Linked DNA regions of Ovis aries: all the other regions are linked to region 1. A link is a contact called in public Hi-C data. All regions are on one chromosome and are shown on one strand. Each heading gives the region's core, a stretch centred on a gene start, on an enhancer-like site or on the middle of the called end of the contact. The rest is flanking DNA. Distances are from core to core; before and after follow the strand shown. Region 1 holds the start of CD44 (CD44 molecule (Indian blood group)). Region 2 overlaps CD44 (CD44 molecule (Indian blood group)). Region 3 has its middle 17 kb from the start of TRNAC-GCA.

Region 1 (4,502 bases), core at 1,263-3,762:
CTTTCGTCCTTCCACGTGTGAAATGTAGTTCAACAGATCTGTTCTCCAACTTAGAGTTTGGGTCCAACGCTGCTTAATTGTATTTGGCTATGTCTCTACTTCTTGCTTTTCAGTATGAAGATCAGACCCTTTCTTCCTCCCCAAAGCCTTGCCACTTGCTGAAATGTCCACATTGTCCTCTGGAGCCCACCACCTTCGCTGGTGGGGCACCAGAAGAGTCTTCCCGCCTCCTCTTTGTCCTTCCTCTCTCTGCCAGCCCAGCCCGAGCCCACTGTTAACTCACATCTCCTTCCCAAGTCTCAGTTCCTTCCAAAGAGCTTAACAAGTGCATGAAAGCCTGGGCCCAGGCAGCTATCGCTACTGGCATTTTTTTGCGCTTCCTCCAAATGACGCTCCCCAAAGGGACCACGGAAACCCAGAGCAGGAGTAAGCCTGCCCATCTGGGGGGAAGGGAGGAACTTCAAGGGTCAGGACAGTGCCAAATATCAGGGGATGGGGCCCTTTAGAAGAATTTGCGCTACAGGATGGAAGGAGTCAGGAGTCGAAATCCTCAGAAGCAAAGCAGAAGATGCCCCAGGGAGGTAACATACAAATGGACTTCCTTATAGGCGAGAGAGAGAGAGAGAGAGAGAGAGAGAGAGAGAGAGAGACAGAGAGAGACAGAGAGAGACAGAGAGAGACACCAGCCTGGTTCCTCTTCCCTGAGGCCAGGCTCACAGCTCTCCCTGAAATCTTTCCCTGCTCTCTCCCATCCCAAGTCTCTCTGCCTTTCAAGAGATCCCTGGAGCTCCAGTTCCCCTTTGAAAGCCTCCTCTAAAGCCTCTGGTCCACCACCTCCTTCATAAAATCCTTTCTGAGTTTGTCCATATCACGCTGCTGTTTGTCCATATCATACATGCAGCTTAACCAGTGCTAACCAAGCAACAGGCAAAGAAGCTTGGTTCACAGAACCAGCAGTCTTCTGACTGTGTGAACACAGACAAGTCACTTAAGCTCTCTGAGCTTCGGTTTGCTGCCCTCCTGCAAAACGGGGCTAACGACAGGACACTTCTCAGTGGGCCATTGTTGAGGGTAAAACGAGATAACGCGTGTAAAGAATTTAGCACAGTGCCTGGCCCAGCCCAAATGTATAATAAATGGTGGCTGGTGCTGCCATTATGATTACTGTTAATTATTATTATTAATTATTACTTTTCTGATTCAGGAATCTAAATCCTAGACCCTCACTTATCCTCTCAGTCTAAAGTACCCCGGTAGGACTGTGTCTCTTACTTTCCTGGTACCCCCAGAGCTGGGTTTAATAAACACTTGCTGAGTAGAATTAACCATAGGTTGAGCTGTCTTAATGACCCAGCTGGCACTTCTTAAAAGAAAAATTAATTTTGCTAGCGATAAGCAAATCAGCCATGTAATTATCTGCACATATAAAGACAAAGAAAAGGAATGCTTGGAGTTCAGCCTTGCCAGAATACCTCACACGCAGCCACCCCCTCGACAGCCCCTGAGAAGAACGGACCCTGTGGGGATGGGATACAGGCGCCGGGATCCCTGATGCCACCCAGGAGCCTGCTTCTCTGTCCTGCTCCGAGGCTGCCAGGCACCCACTGGGAGCCACATGACTGTCTGGATTTCCCCTAACTGATTGGCAGCCTGCAGGAGGTTGCCAGGATGGAGCAGCTGGCCGAGTCACTGCCTATCCTACTCACACTCCCTGCCCCAGGCTGGCACCTCGTGGCGACCCAGAACCTTGCCACAGAGAAGGTTCAAGTTCCCACAAGCGTTAAGATTGTTCGTGACTGGAGCCAACTGTAAGAGCTTTGGAACCTAGGTGAAATGGGAGAGCCACAGGAACGCGGGACCCCATTCTGGGAAGCTTGTTGCCACCAACCCTCACAGAGGGCAACAGTGCCCACCTCTATGGCCACCTCGCTAGCACCCCTGTCCCTACCCCAGCCCCTGTCCCTGCCCTGCGCAGCCTGGCTTGAAGTGCCCTTGGGCACAGGAGTGTGTTAGTCCAGACAGGCTGCGCGCACCCAGGAGTACAGTTCCTTGTGCTCCACCGGCTCCAACCACCCCACCCCAAACCGCGCGCCAACAGCCTGCTGCCCAGCAAACTTTTCTGCGCCCTTTCTTTTTGCCGTTCCACAAAACGGTGCTTCCCAACGACAGGCTCTCCAAGAGCTTAGCGCAAATCCTCGCCCGGTCCTCCTTCGCCAAATCCCAGCCGCTCGCCGCCCACTTGACCCCGACCCCGCCAGGGCCAACGGAGCCCGCCCGGCTGGGTCCGGGCCACTCCCTCCCGTCCGGGCGGGCACTCACCGATCTGCGCCAGGCTCAGCTGCACGAGGCAGAGTCCCCAAGCTGCGCGCCACCAAAACGTGTCCATGGCGTCGGAGCGACCGACCGAGCGAGCGGAGTGGAGCCGGAGGGGCCGGGCGCTGGGCGGGGGCCGGCGAAGCACGGGGCAAGCAGGGCGCCCGAACCTGTCGGAGGCTGGGGTCCGGCTGGCAATGAGGGCGCCTCGGAAGTTGGGTGCAGTTTTTATTCGAGGGTTGAGAGTGACCTAAGAGGGAGGGAGCGAGGGAGGACACACCCAAGCGAGGGGGCTGTGACTAAGCAGCCCGCAGAAGTTTAAAGACGTACCAGCTCTCCTTAGCCCTGGCCCCTCCGCCCCCGCCCCGTTCTCCCCCGAGATAATAAAGCGGGGTGTCTGGGCGCGCACCCCGGAGGGCCGAGGGGGTCCCCGTGCACCCAGGACGCACCGACTTTTCTCTCCTGGCGGCTGGGAGCGCAGCCTCTGGACGCAGGAGGGAATAACTGAGTCCTGAAACCTCGCCCCTTTGGGTTCAGCCTCTGGCCTCTCCCCTCCGCGAAGTTTCTCTTTTGACTCAGGCTGGGGAACTCTTCTCTGTGGGTTTCACAGGCAGCTGGATATTCTGGGAGAGGGGCTGGGACCGTGGAAGTGTGGTTTTCCCCTGCGCATGGTCGGGAGCTTGCGATTCTTCCAGGGAAGGGAGGAAGAGCTCGTCGACCTTCCCTTGAAAGAGAAGGGAGTTCATTAACACGCTTCGGGTGGACTTTTGATTCTTAGCAGGACTGCTCAGGGAAAGCTAATGGTAGCCAGCCACGGGGCTGGTATTTGGCTCTACTGACCTGTACATCATCTTCCGGTCCCAGGCTGGCACCTGGTTCCGTCTATCCATTCCTCCTTGGCTTACTCACACTCTCACTCATCCTCCCAAACACCCACGGGTTCCTCTATCTACCCATTTTATCTTGTGTCTCTCCAGGGCTCACACATCTATTTACCCTCCTGTCCATCGGTATGCACTGACATGCACCCAGCCTCCTGTCCAGCCATTCTGTCTACCCATCCATCAACCACATCTTCTTCCAACCACCCTCCCATACAACTTCTCATCCATCTATTAATCTTTTCACATCTCTTTGTAAAGCCACATCCATCTATATACTATTCTCCCCTCCATCCATCCATACCCACATATCTGTTCATACATGTACTCACACATTATCTATCCATCCATCCATCCATCATCTACATATCCATTCATCATTTTACCCCTCCTCTCACCCACCCACACATCGATCCCTTCTTTCTTGGTCCCGTTTATATTCCTATCTACATGAATATTAATCCACTTTCTATCCTAATCTATTCTACTCAGCAAATCTCAGAAAAGGGAGGAGATTGTCATATTCCTCATTTTGAGTTTGAAAAAATCATACTTTGCACTATAATTCCATATCTATCTGTAACATTGTGATACAATATTTGAAAAGCAAGTGCAGCATTTATTGCTAACTTGGACTACTGAATCTGATACCAGAAACTGTGAAGAGACCCTGAAAGAGCCTTGCCAGCATTTTTAAAGCAAAGTAACCACTTTTTTATTTTGGAGAGCAATTGGAACATTTGATCAGATAAAAAGATTGAAGGAGGACAGCAAGATATGAGGCTAGGGGGTAAGCAGGGGCCAGTTTGTAAATTATACTAGGAAGTTTGAGCTTGATCCCTAAGAAACAGGAAGTCAATGAAAGTTTACTTTGCTGTTGCTGTTGTTGTACTAAAATACACCTAATAGAAAATTTAACATTTTAGCCATTAGGTAGCTTTTCATGCAGTCATGAAATTGTGCAGCCATCCCTACTGCTTTAGTTCAGGCTGCCATAACAAAGTACTATAGACTGGGTGGCTTAAATGACCGATTTATTTCTCACAGTTCTGGAAGCTGAGAAGTCCACGATCAGGGTGCCAGTATGGTCCGGTTCTGGTGAGAACACTCTTCTGGTTTGCAGAGAGTCATCTTCTCTGTCCTGTCCTGTCCTCACAAGAGGGAGAGAAGGGGATGGAGGGCGAGAGAGAGGACAAGCTCTCTTGTGTGCATCTGCTTATAAAGGCACTAATCCCATTCACGGGAGCTCCACTCACATGACCTAAACTACCTCTCAAAAGCCCCACCTCCTAATAGCCTCACACTGGA
Region 2 (4,935 bases), core at 1,992-4,491, 35 kb before region 1:
CAGAGTTCTTCCCTGGAGAATCCCAGGGATGGGGGAGCCTTGGTGGGCTGCCATCTATGGAGTTGCACAGAGTCGGACACGACTGAAGTGACTTAGCAGCAGACCCTGCTGGAACACAGATGTCTGCACACATCTGCTCTTTGCTTCAGAGCAAAGCTGCTCAATAGAACTTTCTGTGAAATAGAAACATTCTATAATCTCAGTTGTCTGATAAAGCAGCTGCCAGGCATTTGTGGCTAATTAGATACTTGAAACATAGTTAGTGCCACCAAGAGCCAAAGTTTTGATTTTATTTAATTTTAATTAGATGTCACTAGCCAAGCATGGCTAGGGGTCACAATATTAGAAAAACTGAAAAGATGCTTCATTTTCCTCATCAGGCTCAGTTCATTTTCCTCAGAGTCTCAGTTCCCACCCAGACTATAGGTGCCTTACCCAAGGACAGGGGATAGATGCACTTAGCTTACATTGAATGGTTTCCAAAGAGTTCTGCAGCGTGACTTTGTAAAAAGCAGCCTGTGTTTGTATATGAGCATGTTAATAAGAAAAGAGAACCGTGTTACCTAACCTCACATTGCAGAAGTGCAGAGGGGCCGCTGCAGGATGGGGCGGAAACGTTGGACCGAAGTTGTCCAGATTCCCTAGGCTTCTTCTCATGAAAACAAACCACACGCAAACACCTCACCACAGTGGTCACCACTGCTTGCTCTTAATGTGCACCGCTTACCACAGGGCCATAAAAAAAATTCAGAAAATAAGGGCCATGCCTGCTCTGAGGGCTGCCCAAGTGGCTCAGTGGTAAAGAGTCCACCTACCAACGCAGGAGATGCAAGAGATGCAGGTTCAATCCCTGTGTGAGAAAAGTCCCCTGGCTACCCACTCCAGTATTCTTGCCTGGAAAATTCCATGGACAGAGCAGCCTGGCAGCCTACAGTCCATGGGGTTGCAAAGAGTCAGACACGAATGAGCAGCTGAGTGTGCACACACAGGCGAGGCTGCTGTGAACATCCTGGAGCAAAAGGACCTAAGGACTGCCCCCTGAGCACCGCGAGGTCCAGTAGGAGGAGCTCAGGAGGCCTCCTTCAACTCCTCTCACTGCTTTGCAATCACTTGTAATAATATACATCTTAATAATTTTCATGCCCTTTTCTCCCAAATCAGAGCAACACAAAAGAGAATCAAAATCAAAAGAGAGAAAAATAGTTTGAAAAACCTGCTTCAGCCAAGTCTACAGGGTCAAGGCTCCACCAGGCACGGACTTATCTTAAACAGTTACTTGGTTTTTCAATTCCTTGTGGTTCTGACAATGATATTGCCGGCTTCTTCAAAGCCCAGAGCGCGCGCTGTTGACAGGAGGGTTCAAGCAAGTGGATTCCAACCTGCGACCTTTAAAGCCTCCCCTGGGAAACCCCGCTGTGACTCACAAAGATGTCTTTAGCTGGCCTTAATTTTAGTCATACTGGTTCCAGATTGACTTGCCCAAATTCATGGGTGGGGCCAACTCTTCAGGCAACCAGTCATTCAGCTGTCAGAGAGGACGCTTCCGGGTCTAAGCCCCGCCCCCTGGACCCAGGCAGCTTGCCTTCCTCAGTGGGCTTAGTTGGGGCGTAGGCGGGTGCTGGTCCCTTACCTGCAGGTCTCAAACCCTATGCTCCGGGCCACCTCCATCTGGGCCATGGTGGGCAGCGTGCTATTGAAGGCCTTGCAGAGGTCGGCAGCCTCAGTCTTGGAGATGCTGTAGCGACCATTCTTCTCCACGTGGAATACGCCTGCATATCGGCAGGTTATATTCAGATCTGTGGGATGAAAAGAAACAGTTAGGTTGTTCTGCATCCATCATTTGGAAAGGGTAAGAACTTTGTTTTGGAGTAGCCTCATTGCAAAGCCAAATAATCTTCCCTACTGGCCAGAGCCTTCCACCTTCACTGCAGCATGTCAAAGCACTGCTGCCTCATGCTTAAACCTGAGATAAAACGCAGGAAAGTAGCACCACTTGTACATTCTGTCCAGGTGGCGTTAGCGATAAAGAACCTACCTGCCAACACAGGAGACAAGAGACCTGAGTTCGATCGTTAGGTTGGGAAGATCTCTTGGAGGAGGAAACGGCAACCCACTCCAGTATTCTTGCCTGGAGAATACCATGAACAGAGGAGCCTGGCTGGCTACAGTCCATGGGACCACAGAGAGACACGACTGAGCGACTGAGCACATCATTGAGAAAACTGAGGCTCAGAAAAGTGAGCTGCCCAAGGAAGTGAGGATTGCTGTCCAGAGCCTGTAGCTGCCTTCCTGAATCCCAGCTGTTCTGTTTCAGCAATACAGTTCCGAGCTGATAGCCAGGGTGGGGATGCCTGTGACTGCAGCGTCCCTGGGTACCTAGATTCTTTGGGGTTCTGTGTGGCATCATCTTTCAAGAAGCCTGCGAGGTGACTTATAGGTAAGTTATATACATATTATTCATAGGTGAAGAAACTGGAGCTGAGAAAAAGGAAATGACTTCCCAAAGTCACCCAGCAATTAAGTGGCAGAGCTGGAATTCCATCTCAGGTCTATTTAACACCAAAACCCACACTCTGATCCACTTATTCCCGTGTGCTCAGGAATCCTTTCATGTCATTAGAGCCAGTCTTCACTCTGGAGGGACACGCCTGAACAACTGTGACCTAATGACGAAGATAGGATCGGTGTTAATGGAACTGTAAGGACAACAAGTGCTCTCTCCTCTCTGAGCAGGAAGTAGCTTCCAACCATGAGAAAACAGTGTCTGACAAAGTACAAACCGAGATGATAAGAGAACTGTGAAGCCTCGCCACAATCTTTCTCGATTCTGAACATAGTGAAAGAAGAAATGGAGCTTTGAGAAGACATAAGGCAGTATCAAGTGGTTTCCTTTTGTTTCATCAGTGCAGAGATGCTTTTAAAAAAGTGTCAGAACTAGGTGAGATGGAGCAAACGTGTTTGGGGGATTTCCTTTCTGGTCTAATGGTGTCCTTCGGAAGCCACTCACACAACGCTTGGCTGATGAGGCTAGAGGAGCACAGAGGAGGGGAACGGACAAGGCGCTTTTGAAATCCTGTTTGTTTTTACTGACATTTTCAGCTTTGGCTTCGGTTGGCCAATCTTTGCCAAGAGAAACTGTTGCGCTGGGTGACTGTCCTTCCGGAGGCCCTCTGTGTGTAGCTTACAAAAGAGAAACAAAGCCTCCCAATCAGCTTCTTGGAGGTGAGACTGTTAGGAGAGATCTCAGCAGATGCCAGGAGAGGCAGGGCGTGGCCGTCAGCACGCAGCCGGGTGGCTGCTGTCACTCCCAGGTTAAATATAAAGTCTGAGGCATGGACGGTGGCTTGGAGCTAAATGGCAGTTTCTGTGTTATTAACATAAATTTGAGTTTGCCACCTGGCATGTAGAATATGCAAATACGAAAGGAACCATTCAGATTGATACTTGTGAATAAAATCTCTTGAGTTCCACGAGGAGCAAACAACATCCCTTGATAGACAACACACACGCAAGTGTGAGGGTGTCTCTACGTGTGTGTGAGAATAGTGAGTGTGTGTGGTGTGTGCTTATGGTCAGCCAAGACAGGAAAGCATGGATAAAATCTAGCTTCAGCCTTCCTAGAAACACGAAGATTAAACAGGGCGTGCAGTAGATCTCAGAAAAGGGGCTGCTGGATGAATGAAGAAATTCTATGCAATGTGAGGATTCCACAGCTTATATTCATCTTAATCTCACACATAAAAAAGGTTCTATCCTAGCCCTGATGGCATTCAGCCATCTGGGAATTCCAAAGACGGTTCCAAAACCTTCATTTCAGGTCAAGAGTATTCATATTCCTCCCCTCTGGGTCCCTCATGCCTTAAAAAGGACCAAGCCTTTCAGGGTTGTGTATCCGTTAAGTCTTCAAAATGTATGAAGACTTTCCAACACTTCCTTAACACTTACACAAGCAGAAATTACTACCCCCAAAGGGTATTAGTAATACTAACAGCAATAATAGCTGTTAACACATATTGTGCACTTATGATGTATAGGCCAGACATTCTTCTACCCATTTGACAAGTATTAACTCATTTTATGGAGAAGGCAATGGCACCCCACTCCAGTACTCTTGCCTGGAAACTCCCATGGACGGAGGAGCCTGGTAGGCTGCAGTCCGTGGGTCGCGAAGAGTCAGACACGACTGAGCGACTTCAATTTCACTTTTCACTTTCATGCATTGGAGAAGGAAATAGCACCCTACTCCAGCGTTCTTGCCTGGAGAATCCCAAGGATGGAGGAGCCTGGTAGGCTGCCATCTATGGGGTCGCACAGAGTCAGACATGACTGAAGCAACTTCGCAGCAACTCATTTTATCCGTATACGGTAGGTAATATTATTGTCCCCACTTTCCAGATACAGAAACTGAGGCACAGAGAGGGGAAGAAGTGTGCCCAGGTTCACAGAACTCACAATGATGGAGCTAGGATTCAAACCCAGCCAGTCTGGGCACCAAGAGACCACAGGATTAACCACCAGGCCACTACTTCTAAACCTAATTTACAAAACATTTTATGCACTCTCAACCTCCCCCATGTAGAGCCAGAAATATCCCAAGGTTTAAGTTAGAGCAAGGCTGAGGCATGAGTAGCCATGGACCACAAATCACAGGACAGCCTCCTGTGTCCCTGGCAATGGCCACACTGCCAACACCTGTAGTGAGGCAGGACTCCCCAGATATCTGGGCATTGCTCTGGATAAACAGAGATCTCTGTGATCCAGGAGCTGCCGTGACTCAAGGGCCTAATAGTAAATGGCCAAATGCATCTCTCCAATAAGCCTGTCCAGCTGGACATGAATCAAGATTGCTTTCCGCTGGACCCTCTGGTCTCCAATAAATCATGAAATAAAGGAGTGATCCCATGTTCCTCCCTCTGAGAGATCTGATGGGTAACA
Region 3 (4,841 bases), core at 1,392-3,891, 52 kb after region 1:
AGACCCCAGTCTCCAGAACCGTGAGACAATACATTTGTGTTATTTAGACAACTCAGTCTGTGGTACTTTGTTACAGAAGACCTAGAAATCCAACACAACGTCAGAGAGAATCTTGCCTATGATTATTTCTAGGAGGTTCAAAGAGACAGGAAATTTTAAAACAGAAAGGCAACTTGGAGACCAAATAGACAATTTTTCTTCTCCCAGCCACAAATCTCTTTTGCAAATAAAGAAACCAAAGCCCAGGGAAATTACAAGATGTGACTAAAGTCACAGAGCCAGCTGGTCAGAGCCAAGATTCCATATTAGGTCTTTTGATTGTCACTTTCCCAGGTGGCTCAGTGGATAGCCACCTGCAATGTAGGAGATGCGGGAGACACAGGTTCAGTCCCTGGGTTGGGAAGATCCCCTGAAGAAGAAGATGGCAACCCACTCCAGTATTCTTGCCTGGAGAATCCCATGAACAGAGGAGCCTGGTGGGCTACAGTCCATGGGGTTGCAAAGAGATGGACATGACTGAAGCAACTAAGTACACCCCCATGCCATATTTCCAGGCACACTTTGGTCATTTGCATACATCTGTATCTCTTCTAATCTACCATGAGACCTTGAAAGCAGGGTCTATATGCCTGGAATCTGCCATGCTTTCTCACATAAAACAAACCCTCAATAATATTTGTCAGTAATAATTCATATATCCAGGGTCTTCCACAGGGTAATCTCCATGTTGACCCAAGAAATGGTGCTTTTCCAAAAGCAATTCCTGTGCTAGAGAGAGAACACAAAGGCTCAAATGTGTCCAGGCTCAAAATGTGTCAAGCTGTGGACAGCAACTCCCAATGGCCTGTAAGTCATCAAGCCTTGTTCACAAGTAGACCGAGGTTCCACTTGTTCAGTCTGGGCCAAGTAGCCTTCTCCTGACAACACGGTGCTCTGAGTGGAGTGAGCCACGAAGACCTTCCAGCTGCCCATGAGCTCTTAGCCAGCTCCCTTCAGCAGCTATAGATTTATCTCTCTTCCCTAGCTGAAGGTCTCACATGCTTCCTAGAGGCAGAGACCATCTTTTTTCTCTACATCTTCCATGTTGCCCAGGGCCCAGGGTTCAGCTCGTATCATGGCAGATACCCAATGAATGGTGTCAGCATGGACCAGCCAGCCTCCTATGCCATCAGCTATCTGTTGAGCGCAAGAAGAGGAAAATTTACAAGATGTTATTTTGCTAAAAATATACCTCTAAGGGGAATCTCCTTTCCAAAGCTGGAAGAGCATTGAAAGAAATCATTAGCATGAGACTTTTCAACACTTAACATGTCTGTCTGGATTTAGAGAACAAAAATTCAGTCAGTTTAGTCTCTAGGAAAATCTCCCACAAGGTAGATTTATGATGTAAATTTTACATTGTGCTTGCTTCACCATAATAAACAAATGCTTGAAAAAAATAAATGTAGTCGATTCTAAAAATCATGATTATTTTGAGTATATTATTTTTTTGTTGTTGTTTTTTTATTTTTATTTTTTTATTTTGAGTATATTAAATTCATCACACACTGGGCACACCGATGCGAATGACTGAGAGGCTCCCACTCAGTCAAGTGCACTGCGGTACTGCCAGCCTCGGGAAGGGACAGTACTGCCATGCTCCCCCCCAAGATGCCATGGGGTGCCGCCCAGCCACCCCCCTACCTGCATCTGCTTCTACCGGAAGCTGGGATAGTGAGCTGAGCTCCATTGTCCCAACAGACTTCACTCAGAAAATACAAACTCAAAGTCAAATTAAGACTTGTAAGATGGCAGTGTTAGGACATTAAACCCCAAGCGAGTCCTCTGAGCATGAATCGATGGCACCAGTCACTCAGCCATGAGTCCAGCCCCACCAGGGACAACTGCATAGGTACTCAGTTTCTCCTATGGGCCTTAACAGATGTGCTGGTCTCATGTTGAGAGTGTAACGCTGGGTTGCATGCTATATAAGAGCTAAACTAGACTGTAAGACCTTTGAAGGTCAGAGATTCTCTGATTGCTCTTTCTCCCAAAGCACTTAGAAGGTTTTGACACACTAACCAATAGCACATAAATCACATAGTGTAAGTCACAAACTGAAACGCTGGAGATACAATATTCTGGGGCACATACGGGGAGTTGAATTACAATTTTCATCACAGCAAGGTGACTGTGGAGCCCCCATTCCGGAATAAGGAGCCCATCAGCATGGGAGGTAGAAGGGTGGAAGCTATCACTTAAAGGTGCAACATGGGAGAGGGTTGGGGAGGAAGGTTTCTGAAAGAGACTGTTTGCTGGCCCTGAGCCTTAGCTCACATCATTGATACATATACATCACAAAGCAATTTCGATTCTCTGGGGAGAATTAGGCAATGATGTGCACTTGGAAACTATAAGGAAAATGGAGCCACGCCTTAAATGTTGTGGTTAAAAGCTGGAAACCACAACCTCTCAGCTCCTTATTATTGAGACTTCTTAATAGCAAAATTCCTTCCTGACTCCGTGCATAATTGCCTGCAAGAGGGAGCAGGAGATGAGGTCCCTCCATCCTGCAAGGCTCAGATGCCAATCCGATTGATTCACAGGCTCCCTGCTGTTTGAAACTGTCCTGCCAAGTGGCTGCTGGGAGAAGTCATGAAGCCAGCGGATGGAAATAGCCCTGACTGCTGGGAGAAAGAGGATCTCCAGCGCTCTCTTCTCACTCTGTAACAAATACTGACGAAGCATTTTTGCATCTCTGCCAGTTGCTATGGAGACCGTGAGGGGAACACATGTAAATAGTCCGCCTGTGAGAGACATGCTAAGGTCCTCCAATGCAATGTGCTTTCTCTTCTAGACTTTTCTCTTTCTGGCTGAGAGCTGCAGTTTGCAGCTACATCAGTAAGCTCTGTGGTTTCAGGCCTCAGACTCGTGAGACTCCTGTTTAAGGAACTTGTCTACCAGGAGCGAGAGGGAAACACCCCATGTCTGGGTGAGATCTTCATTTGAAACACTTTCCTAATACATTTATGTTAGCAGAAAGTTCCTCCACTTTCTCATCTGTAAAGCGGGAGAGATAAAGCCCCCCTCGTGGGTGGAAGGCTGAGAAGGGACACAAGCTTTGTAAAGATGAAAGCACCAGGTACATCTGCTGCTGCTGCTGCTGCTGCGTCGCTTCAGTCGTGTCCGACTCTGTGCCACCCCATAGACGTACGTCTAGCAGCATGAATTAACGGAATTTCCGTGATTACCGTGTATTACTAAAGACTTGTCAAATCCAAACATAGTCTCATTTAGGCATTGGCATGTACAAACGGGGCCAGCTCATCATCAGAGCTAGCGGTTAGAAGGCATTGTTCCTTCTCAAAGCTTGGTGTGGATGTCCCCATGCTATCACTTAGTCCTGCTAAAGACAGGCTAGTTCAGAAGAGGAATCTAGGTCTCGGGGCCTGGCTCCTGCAACTGTCCAGGGCCTCCGTGGTGATCAACAGCCTCATCCACAGCCTTTCATCCACGCGAGAGCAGAGTAGCTCAGCCGCCAATTTCTTCCGCCCCTTGAGAAAACCCAGGTGTTTTCTTACAACACAAATACACGCCCAGGGCTCAGAAAAGCCAGCAGATCTAGGAGCAGGATCCAAGCCCGCAGATCCTCCTCCTCAGAGAGGCACGGAGGAGGACCAGAGAGTAGGTGTGGGCAAGCTCTGGTTTGAATTCCAAAAGCAGCCCCTCGAATTCCAGCTCCTGCGTGGGAGGAGGGGCGGGGCCTAGGGCGAGGGCGTTGTCCTCAGTGACCGTCTGCTGCCGCCCACGCCCCCGCGTCTCAGCCGGCTCTGTTCTCTGCTATCTCCTTGGTAACCCCACGTGGTGCTGTGGTGCTGTGGTGAAGAGAGGAAACAGCGCAAACAGAATCAGTCAGCGGTGGGGAACTAGGCTTGCTGCTTCTTCCACCCAGCTCCCTCTCCATTCCAGAGTTCTAGATGCCGGTTCCTGATTCAAGTCACACGCCAATGCTGGCCTTCAAAAGCAGCAGCCTGGTCCACGTGTGTCAATGAGGAGGATCCCGGACAGGCTGAACCTGCGGGCTCCAACCATCTCAGCCCAAATGCTGCAGGCTGCTGGGGGGCAGAACTCACCAGGCAGGACTCTGAGGGGAGGGTGGCTGGCCAGGGGTAAAGGGGAGCATGGACAGGGAGCTGGGAGCAGGGCAGAGGTCAGCCGGCTGAAGAATTCCCCAAATTCTTTTCCCTTGGCCCTCCACACTCCAAATCTCCCATCTTAAAGAAAAATATAATGTATGTGTAGATAGATAAAATATACATATAAAATAATGTATGTATTATATATGTGTGTATGTAAAATATATATAATATACAAGATTATTAGAACTATGAAGTTGAGGAGGGGGGATTAATAGTATATTGCGGGGGTTTTTTTGTTGTGTGTGTGTGTTTGTGTTTGCTTTGCTAGGAAAGGGAGGAGAATTAAAAGGTGTGACAGGGAAATTATGATAGTGATGATATCAAATAGGAATGAGCCAAGAATTCATTTATTCATTCAGGAAATATTGAGTGAACGTCCACTACATACCAGGTCCTGTTTTAGATGTTGGGGATAGGGCAGTAAATAAAATAGGCAGAAATTCCTGACTTCATGGCGCTTACATTCAAGTGGGAGAGGCAGGAAATAAAAATGACAGATTTGTTTTTTCAAAATTACAACAAAATGTGATGAATATGTAAAACGTATCATACACACACAGAGACATAAAGCAGGGTGAGGACCAGGAACCGGGATGGAAGCTGCAATTCAGGAGGGAAAACCAAGGGAGTCCTCACTGCAGAATCAGTTCTGAGTCAAGTAGT

Evidence for each region. A called contact is a pair of places that touch in the nucleus more often than the background predicts.
Region 2: a contact with region 1 is called in a Hi-C map of blood, with 2.7 times the contacts expected there. The contact joins the enhancer-like site here to the promoter of CD44 in region 1. A contact is called at or near these places in 2 of 16 Hi-C or Micro-C datasets (both in blood).
Region 3: a Hi-C map of tail adipose tissue shows a contact between it and region 1, with 2.0 times the contacts expected there. The contact joins the enhancer-like site here to the promoter of CD44 in region 1. A contact is called at or near these places in 4 of 16 Hi-C or Micro-C datasets (blood, muscle, skin fibroblasts and 1 more).

What each region holds. Positions count from the first base shown.
Region 1 is chr15:64,455,793-64,460,294 of ARS-UI_Ramb_v3.0, reverse strand. CD44 (CD44 molecule (Indian blood group)) reads right to left here and starts at 2,512. Exons shown (of 11, transcript XM_060399518.1): 1 at 2,320-2,512. The coding sequence starts at 2,386.
Region 2 is chr15:64,490,902-64,495,836 of ARS-UI_Ramb_v3.0, reverse strand. It overlaps CD44 (CD44 molecule (Indian blood group)), which reads right to left. Exons shown (of 11, transcript XM_060399518.1): 2 at 1,631-1,796. Among named protein-coding and RNA genes, the nearest start is that of CD44, 36 kb to the right of the region's middle. Within about 2 kb of position 3,241, at least 10 of the 54 cell types and tissues checked have an H3K27ac peak or open chromatin away from gene starts, as enhancers often do.
Region 3 is chr15:64,404,026-64,408,866 of ARS-UI_Ramb_v3.0, reverse strand. No RefSeq gene overlaps it. Among named protein-coding and RNA genes, the nearest start is that of TRNAC-GCA, 17 kb to the left of the region's middle. Within about 2 kb of position 2,641, at least 27 of the 54 cell types and tissues checked have an H3K27ac peak or open chromatin away from gene starts, as enhancers often do. A contact at or near this core is called in muscle and tail adipose tissue, where this site is marked.